3 separate regions of the Mus musculus genome follow, and regions 1 and 3 are each linked to region 2. A link is a contact called in public Hi-C and promoter capture Hi-C data. All regions are on one chromosome and are shown on one strand. Each heading gives the region's core, a stretch centred on a gene start, on an enhancer-like site or on the middle of the called end of the contact. The rest is flanking DNA. Distances are from core to core; before and after follow the strand shown.

Region 1 (3,006 bases), core at 487-2,986, 410 kb before region 2:
TCTCTTAGTGGGAGAGGGTTTTGTGGGCATTCATTTCTCCAATGTCCTGCCTCCCCACATTTGAAGCAGATTCCTTCTGTTTTCACTGCTGCTACAAATGCCTGAGCCATGGATGTAATCTGGTGTGACATGGTTCCTATATCTCAGGTTGCCACAATCCACCTATCATGATGTTCCTCCTGGAGACCCTGGCAAGCAAGTCTGGCTTCAGAAGTCATACCTATAAGAAGGAGGTCTCTGGCTGTGGGGTTGGGAATTTTTCTTTCTAGGCTCATTTTGGTTCCAAGAATAAAATCAGGTAGAGGTACTCCAGGCTTTTGTTGGAGAGACAGCAGGGAGGAGGCAGGGTCTTGTGACCCTGAGGGTGGAGTGAGCCTATCCCAAGCTTGGGTTGCACAGAGGTGAACCTGCTCATAGACCCTGCTAGCTGAGTTGCCTGCTATGCTCCAGTAGAAAAGTCTGCCTGGCCAAAGAGTTCATTAAAACCCCATGGGGTGTCGCCCCTGCCCTGGTTTTGCCTGACTTGTTGAAGGCATTCATCTCAAAATAAGGCTTCCCATTCCAAAACCTTTGGTCCGGGAAGGGCAGAACAACAAATATCTCTCCAATCTTGGGGAGTATTTAAGTTGGCAATATGGCTCTGTAGGAGAGATTTTTGTCCAGGGTGCATGGATGCCATCTTCTTTTACTGCCTGCCTGAGTTCTTTTTTAGTCTGAGGCTTGGAGTAGGTACCAATTAAGTGCTCTGTTTTGACTGGGGTTAATATTAACTGGGTATGCCTGAGCAGTTTGGGTTTTTAGTTTTGTATCAGACTCCTGAGTAGCATGGGGGGTGGTGGTAGATGATGGGGGTAAGGGACTATGGAGTTAGGTGGGACTTCATCTGTGAGTTTTGAAGGTATTTAGCTTTTATGGCTTAGAGAAGGGGGAAGGGAGATACCTCTCTCTGGTTGGATGGAGGGAGGTGAAGTAAGGGGAGAGGCAGGTGGGAGCTCCTTTGTTTTTTTAATGGAGTCTTGCCCTTGATTGAGGGGGGGGGGGTAGGAGGAGCAGACGGTTTATGTAGTGTTTCCTCCAAGGCATAAGGAGGCAAGGGTAGATAGATGGATTTCATTTCCCTTATTAGTTGGGGAAGGGCTGTGAGATCTGAAATAGAATGGGTTTTTTTTGGACCTTGATCTTTGGGTTCATCTGACTGAGGGGGCTGAGGAACTGTGTTGCTAACAGTCTGCCCTATTTTAGATGGCCCTATGCATTGCCGAATGCAGCTAAGATTGGCAAGAAATCACGGGAGGGTATTTTTCTTTCTCAGATATCTTTGTTTTTGGTGAGAGATGCTACTTGGATCCATGAGTCTGGGCTATAAATATTCTCATTGGCCATGCATGGCGTTATCTGAAGGACTTCCTCCCAAAACAAGGAGGCTTGTTTTGGAGCTATCTTTATTCCTCGATGTTTTAGTAGGGCACGTATTTCCCTGACCTGAGGTGATGTTTTATGTGACGGTGAGTTGCCCATTATAGAAAAGAGGAGAAGCGCTTGTCCAATGGAAAGGCTCCTTTGGCCTATTTGGCTTCCGGGGATTCCACAGAGGTCCAAAACTCTAAGCCTTCCTGCAGATTTAGGAACTGGCAGCTGCCCCGTGACTTTTAAGTGGCTGCCGCATTACCAGGTTTTCTTTTTGTTTTAAGGAGAAGTTAGATAGAGAGTCTTTGCCAATGCCTGTTTCAGGCTGTCGGGATTTTGAAAGAGGCCAGAGGGACCTTCAGCCAACACCAGAGAATGGCTCTAGCCAGAAGGCTTCAGTTGCCCCTTTAGTTTGTCTAAATCCACATGATTGCGCTGACTGAAAACACAGTAGGAAAAGACGGTTTGTTTCTAGAGGTGTTGGGGGTTCACCTTCCTGCAGTATTCGTTTGGTGCAGTCCTGTCTGTTCAAACCCCACCTCGTTTGCCAGATGTTGTGTTTGGACAAGGGCTGCTCTAGCAGTTCCTGTCGCACCCAGCGAGACAGCAAGACCTAGTCCAATGAGCAGAGGGATGAAGATCTCTCCCATCTGCAAGGGGAGTTCCTCAGGTTTGTAGAGATAAACCTGGGGGACAATTATCATGGGGGTTCAGGAGCCTTAAAAGGGGGGTGTTAATACAGGCACCAGAGGAAGGCAGGAGGGTTAACACATATGGATTTGGTGATAGTGATATCACAGACACAGGTAAGATGGGGTTTTGAGGAGGGTCCTACAAGGCAAGGTAAGTCAAAGAGAGGAATTTCCTGTGCTTTCCTCATGGGTAGGTTTCCATGGAGGTCATGAAGGGAAATGTTAATGGGAACAGCTGCTAATAATGGTCAGGAGAGAGAAGAACAGAAAAAGCATTGGAAGGAGTTGGAGTGGGTTGTTAAGGAAAGGAGGTCAGTTGCATATTGGATGTACTGTAGCCAGGAGAGGGTAGCTCACAGCTCCTTTTGAGAGTGATTTTCCTGTTGGATAATGTTAGCAAGAGTAAAGACTGATTTGGGGGCAGGAACAAGCTCACGGGAGATGTGCAGGTCAGCTACTGGGTATTTGGGTATTTGGCATAGCCACTGGGGTAAAGTTTTCCCATGACTCTGGTCTGCCAACAATCATCCCATGCATGGATCGTTGATGGAGAGCTGAAAATGAGTGTTAAGGTTGGTGAACATAGTGCCGTCACGATTGGTGGATTCCGTTCTGCAGCTCCAATATCTGCAACCTCCATATGTGGAGACCTCCTGGAGACATTCACCGTTTTTTTCCATAAGGAAAGCAGAGAAAAGGACTGGGGATAGTGGAGATGGAATCTAGGTGTAGTGGGATCTCAATCCTGGTCCACATCCTTCTTGTGGACAGTCCTGGGTCCCTATAACTTTGTTGTGTCCACCACCCCACATATGTCTTTAGATGAACTAAGTCTATGTGCTAGAGGAGGGACATTGAAGACAGCAGGAACTCGAAGTGCATGTGCTCTCTACCTCACATATGGCGT
Region 2 (3,157 bases), core at 608-3,107:
ACTACTATAATTATCCAGCAGTAGTAGTTCGTTCTTCTAATCTCACAAAATGAGAGGCAGCAAGTTAAAATGAACATCAATTCATGTCTTTACGCTGTGGGAAACAAGGAGCTCTTGGGCAGAAGGGATGGGGTTGATGGTTTTCAGTATGAGTGTGCTTAATTTTTTTTTTCTGTATTTTTCTTGTGGATGCCAGTAGTCATAATAAAAACAATCGTCCCTTTTCCCATTCTGCCTTCCTTTGTACTTTACATTCTGTCTAGCATTTAACTCAGAAAGTCAGTTTACACTCAGTTTACACATTTTAAAAGAAAAACCATATGCCCCATCTCCCACACATCCAAATGGACAGAGATTAGAAGTAACCTGGCTTTTAGCCTGTAACAGTGCTATTTTAAACAATTTCAACCATATACTTGAAGGATAAAATAATGTAAAGTTACAAAAGCCAAAGGAAATCGTAAAAATGCCTACACATGTACTGGGTTAACTATTCCTCGAATCATTGAGTTTAACATAGGTTGCTTAAATGTGAAATCTACACAAAAGCGAACGCACGCTTGGTACATATTGACAGTGCCTCTTTGGGGACAACATTCTTTGAATGTGCTATACCAAGACACTGGAATGAAGAAGGAAGAGGGAAAAAAAAAAAAGGTCTCACTCTCAACTGTGAGGTGGTGCGCTAGCTTCACTAGAAATGCATTTTAATGGGTACGTTCAGATAAAAATAGGTAGTAAGGCAAAAGGTGTTTTAAGAAACCTCTCCCCTCCCCGAGGAACAGGGAAACCCGGAGGAAAAGATGGGCAACCTCCCTGGAGATCGAGAGCTAAGTTCCATCACTAGCAGAATAGAAGTTAGATCACTGCTATTTTTCACCCTGCAATGGGATAGTAGCTCTCCATGTGCAAGGTACGCGGGGCGGGAATACTGGCGGGGCTTTCACGTGGGGCAATGGCGAGTAAAGTGAGGAGAGGTCGGTACCGACAGTGATCCAGATCGCCCCAGACGCTGGTGGGGTGGAGGGTGAGGGGTAGAAAGGATCGAAGGGAAGGGGCAAAACTCCTGGAAGTTAGCGCAAAGAGGAAGCGGGAGCAGTCTGGAAGCCAGGGGGGCCATGGCTGGCAAAGCAGCCCCCTGCTCCGAGGGTAGGGTGCTCTCCTCGTGGAGCAGAGGAGCGCCGAGGGCCCCCCACGGGTCGGGCGACTCTGGGGACCCTAGAGGCAGGAGGGACAGAGGGGCACCCGCGAACAGGAGGCGGAGGACTTACACTTTGCCTCAACTCTGAGCCCCATCCCGAGCCCGGGGGAAGAGGGCGACGGGGAGCGCGGTACTCACTAGGGCTCGTTGGTGAAGCGGGGGGTCCGGGGCTGCTGGTATCCGTACAGGTGACAGTAGAGCACATCGAAGCAGAAGCAGCACATCTCCGCTGACACCACCATCTTCCGGGAGCCGGGGGATGAGGACGAGGAGGACGGCGAGGAGGCGGTGGCGGCGGCCGGAGTAGAAAGTAGGGTTCCCACTCCGCAGCTCAGAGGTGGAGACAGCGAGATGCCCCCGCCGCCGCTGCCGCTGCCGCCGCCGCCGCCGCCGCCGCCGCCGCCGCCGCAGCCCTGAGGGGGAGAGAGGGGACAGCCACCGCCGCCGCCGCTGCCGCCGCCGCCGCTCAGCCCGCCCAGTCCGTTGAGCCGCGTCCCGGCGCCTCCTAGTCCCAGCTCCCCGGCTCGGCACTGGCTCTCCCCGCTGCAGTGAGAGGAGGAGGAGGCGCCACCACCACCACCCGAGCCGGAGGGGGGCGAACTGGACAGTTTCTGCTTCTTCACCCCACAGCAACCCGCCGCCATCTTGGAACAGTCTCCCCCACGCAGCGCTTCCGACCCATAAGTGAGGCGAGCTGGCGGCGGGGGCGAGCACGCTGCGGCCCCGGCCGCCGGGGGCGCGCCGGGGGCTCGCGGTCTGCGCGCACACGCGGCTCGGCGGCCCGGGCTGCCCAGCCCCGCCAAGGCTCTCGGGCGTGCTCGCGCCCCCGCCTGCGGCGCGCGCCACGAGCTTTGGTGGCTTGGCGCCTACGGTGGGTCCCGCCCGACTCGCGCCTCCTGGGAGCCGGGTTCCTGGCGGAGGATGGAAGGCGGAAAAGCGAAGGGAAAGGCAAAAAAAAAAAAAAAAAAGAAAAAAGAGAGAGAGAGAGAACAAGACTTGGAGGAGTGGGAGGAAGAAGAGGAGATGGGCGAGCTCCAAGAAGAAGCAGGGGGACAGAAACTAGTGAAAGGGGGAAAGAAAGGAGAAAGTCTGAAATAAGCATCCAAGTTCCAAAGCGCACCTTGGTGATACCCCATTGCATGTAGTGTTAGTGACACTCGAGCCCAGTTAGGTGGAACCTGAGCCACCCGGCCTCAAATACACTGGTTCTGAACTGTTAAGAGTGTGAGCAAGCAGGTGCTCCTTGGAGCTCCACACCTGAGACAGCCACTGTAAAAGCCATCCGGGAAATGGCCACACGACAGTGTCTTTAACGCTAACCTAGCCAGACACCACAGTTTTTCTGAGATTTTGCTAAAAAAATGCAAAACTTTAATCTTTCTAATTGACAAATATTAAAGTCCAATTCAATGTGTATATCTTGTATATCCCTCCATCTTCTCCTCGTAGTCCAGAGAGACCATTAAAAAGCAAGAATACATATATAAATACGTGCCTCACAAACACCCCACAGAATCAAAGATGTTCCTTGTGTTTTCAGACTTACAGCCATGGGCTTTTCGGGTTTGGAACTCGAAAACAAAGAGATTCGAAAACAAAGAGATTCGAAATATAAGTGCAATGTCCAGACCTTGGAGATAAATATATAAGTCAGGTAGTGTCACTTTAGTTGCAAGTTAGAAGATTTTGTTCAGATGTATAATGAGACAATTCTTAATTCTCAGTTTTAAGAAATTGTCTCAAAACTCTTTGAATGAATGGGGAGGTGTATGATTGAGTCAGTCCTGTTTTGGGCACTTAAGAAGGGGCTGTAAAATGACAATAGCCAGCTGTAAAAATTCATTTAAAAATAAACCAAGTAGAAAATAACTGATCTCCATTGTGTCTACATGGTGTCAAAATACCCCCCCCCCCAAAGTCAGGAGTCTGTCTGTCTGCAAACAGTAGAGGGTGGAT
Region 3 (2,961 bases), core at 163-2,662, 480 kb after region 2:
AGAAGATTAGGCCAGCCCTGTTTAAAAATCCCACTGTGCTTCAACTGACCAGAGGGTACCTCAAGTCCGTCACAATGTAGCTCTTGTGCATTTCCCCAGCCTCACAATCCTAACCTCCCAGCCAGCCCCGTCTCCGCACCCAGCAATACCCACTTGCTGTGATTCTCATTCTTCATGCTGCTTCCTGTCCCGCCTACTTGCTATTCATCTCTTCTGTCCCAAGTGCCCTCATTCTTGTTTGTAAATCCAGCACAAACACTTATAAGACTTGTGTTCTTGGGTAAAACTGAAATTACTCAGTTTCTCAGTGTACTATTCTGCAAAATAGGAGTGAAAATTATTTCTTTTGCACAGCATTGCTGTACAGACTAAGTGAGGTAATAAACACTCAGCAAGACAGCCTAGCACATAGCATGCATATGTGTGTGTGTGTGTGTGTGTGTATGTATATGTATACATATATGTATATTGAGGTTCAGAAAGCTTAATGCCAATTCTTACCTATTGGCTTTACCCATTAACCCCTTCCTCGCTCCTCTGCTCTGTCCAAATCCTAACTCCTAGCAATTGTGAACAAGTCCTTTAAACTTTCCGAACTTCGATTTCCTCATTTGAAAATTGAAGGTGTTAATGGCATCAGTCAGAGTACTGACTGCATAGACCCCTTGCTGGTATTAAAGGGATCTTAGCACAGTGCTCTGTACTTCTGAGAGATTCAATAAATCCTTGCCAATGTTCCTAAGAACTGTCCTTTATGGTGGTGAGGAATGCAGGAGTCACTCTTTAACCCAAGTTAAGGGACATTCTTATCTCAAATACTTGTGAGGAGAGCATGGTTTCGAGTCTTCCTTACTGGTTTCAGTGTTGCAATTGAATCCTTGTCTTGAACTCTCCCTGCCCCTGCACTGGATACTGTTTTTTACTATTGTACTCAACACCTGCTACCTAGGTCCCCAGCATATCCTACACTCTGGAGACCATTTCTCTCCAATCTGTTCCTTTTCTACCTGTCTTACAAGCATGTTTTATACCTCAGTTAAGATATACTCATCTTTAAGATGCAGATTTTAATTCGTAGTCTCTTGAAGGATGTCCTCACATCCCTGTATGGAGATGGGTACTCTACCTGGTGATCACAGTGCCTATGATATGGTCATATAGCTCTTTGTTTATAGGTAAGTATCTCAAAAAAGATGTTGTTTTCTTAAAACTCACATCTGTGCAACTTTATCTCTGTATGTGTTGGACCTAGCTCACGGTTTACAACAGGATATGTATGCACAGTGTTTGAGCTAAACTGGGGAGACTCAGATATGCTTGAGCAAGTTCAAGGTTACTGTTAAAATACCAAGATATTAACAAATACACCCTTGAACAACATGGAAAACATCTGGACATTCTTTTACTGGTAGAAGAGATGGTTAATGTAACCCATGACTCCTGAAAAGAAAATGGCATCTAACAATAGTAGCCTTCCGAAGCTATTAGAAACTTGGAGAACACTGCCATCTTGTGGTAGAGTTCAGAAGTGCCGGAGAACGAAGCTCCATTTTGACATTGAACCATGAATGGTCAATTTCTCTAAAGAAGGCAAGTGTGTGATGTGCATTTCCACTTGATAGATCCTGTTAAATGAGAACAATAAAATGTTTGTCATTTGTTAGTCACTGTACCCTATTACTGTACCTAGTTGCTGGTTGGCAATGAAATGTTTTTTAAGAGAAGTCCAGATGGCCTACTTGACCCTGTTGTCACATTCACTGTCAGGCAATGTGCCCTATTTTTTCCAATGGTAAGTATGGTCTACACATGTCTGCTTTCAGCCATCATACAATACACTTGGACACAAGAATCCATTAAAAAAATAAGGCATCATAAAGTTTGACTCAATTCATGGACTAGCTGTGTGGTGTTAAATCAACATACTTGATTGTATCCCTGACAATTTTTAGTCATCCTGGAATTATTTATATGTTTTGTTGGAATCCTGAGAGATTTTCTTTGGGACATTTTACCTTATAATTATGCTGAGGTTCTTCTAATGTCACAAGGATTATGAAAGATGAATCTAACACGTTGTCTCCAGCCAACCATGAAGTGCATTTGGAACCAAATGGATTTGAGTTCTGATGGAGTTCTGATTTCTGTTCTATCCCTCACTAACTATGGAATTTTGAGTAAGCTTCTTACCCTCTCTTTGCTTCCTCATCTGTAAAGATAATCTTGAAAATCATACCATTCCATTCTGAGCGTGTGAGGATTAAAATATATACAGACATTCCTTCAATCAGCAAAAACCATGTAAGTAAATGATTACAGTTTTCACAAGCACTTCTCTGCTCCCCTTCACCTCCCTGAAATATAACAACAAAACTCAATGACAATACAGGGCATAAACCACACGGGGAACAGTATGCAGCATGAATCATCAATTTGGGGGGATCAAAACATAACATTTGAGAGTGAAAAGTCACATCCATTTTTGCCTAAAAGCGAAGAACACAAGATGGGGAGTAAGCAGAGAGGAGCCTCAAAACCTGTGGGTTTCATTGTACTTGAGTCTGGTAAGGCTTACAGGGGTACCAGCATTGGGAGAGAGCGAGGCAGTGGTGGGGAATATGGAGTTTAAATATTGACAAATGGAGAAGGGTTAGGAGTCATTGCCAGCTCACAGAGTGAGGGGCTGTCAGGTGTTAAGCCAAGTTTAAGGCTCCGGAAAGGCAGAAATAATGGAGACAGCTACAACCATAATCAAAAAATAGAAGGATGAGCAATGAAACAGGTGAGTAAGGTTGTATGTTATATTGTGTCTTCCATCCAATTGGCTTTCAGTTACACAGCCCTGGGTGCAAACTTCAATTCTGCTGCTGAGCGTAGGGTCTCGACACAGTGACTGTAAGACTAATAATCCTCTTACCTGTAAGACGACAGTTCTGACCTGCTGTTTCACATGGTAGCCGT

Evidence for each region. Promoter capture Hi-C pulls out the DNA fragments that hold promoters and counts their contacts. A called contact is a pair of places that touch in the nucleus more often than the background predicts.
Region 1: a contact with region 2 is called in a Hi-C map of the G1E-ER4 cell line, with 3 times the contacts expected there. The contact joins the enhancer-like site here to the promoter of Ammecr1 in region 2. A contact is called at or near these places in 6 of 39 promoter capture datasets (the 3T3-L1 cell line, 3T3-L1-derived adipocytes, the C10 cell line and 2 more), 2 of 484 Hi-C or Micro-C datasets (the G1E-ER4 cell line and cumulus cells) and 2 of 115 datasets of contacts at active chromatin or transcription factors (large pre-B cells and pro-B cells).
Region 3: a promoter capture Hi-C map of the 3T3-L1 cell line shows a contact between it and region 2, with 6 times the contacts expected there. The contact joins the enhancer-like site here to the promoter of Ammecr1 in region 2. A contact is called at or near these places in 6 of 39 promoter capture datasets (the 3T3-L1 cell line, 3T3-L1-derived adipocytes, cranial neural crest and 2 more), 2 of 484 Hi-C or Micro-C datasets (the HPC-7 cell line and cortical neurons) and 2 of 115 datasets of contacts at active chromatin or transcription factors (astrocytes and embryonic limb bud).

Annotation. Positions count from the first base shown.
Region 1 is chrX:142,559,940-142,562,945 of GRCm38.p6, forward strand. No RefSeq gene overlaps it. Among named protein-coding and RNA genes, the nearest start is that of Gm25915, 76 kb to the left of the region's middle. Within about 2 kb of position 1,737, at least 1 of the 459 cell types and tissues checked has an H3K27ac peak or open chromatin away from gene starts, as enhancers often do. A contact at or near this core is called in the G1E-ER4 cell line, where this site is marked.
Region 2 is chrX:142,964,869-142,968,025 of GRCm38.p6, forward strand. It overlaps Ammecr1 (Alport syndrome, mental retardation, midface hypoplasia and elliptocytosis chromosomal region gene 1), which reads right to left and starts at 1,858. Exons shown (of 6, transcript NM_019496.4): 1 at 1,340-1,858. The coding sequence starts at 1,845.
Region 3 is chrX:143,443,294-143,446,254 of GRCm38.p6, forward strand. No RefSeq gene overlaps it. Among named protein-coding and RNA genes, the nearest start is that of Gm23325, 31 kb to the left of the region's middle. Within about 2 kb of position 1,413, at least 7 of the 459 cell types and tissues checked have an H3K27ac peak or open chromatin away from gene starts, as enhancers often do.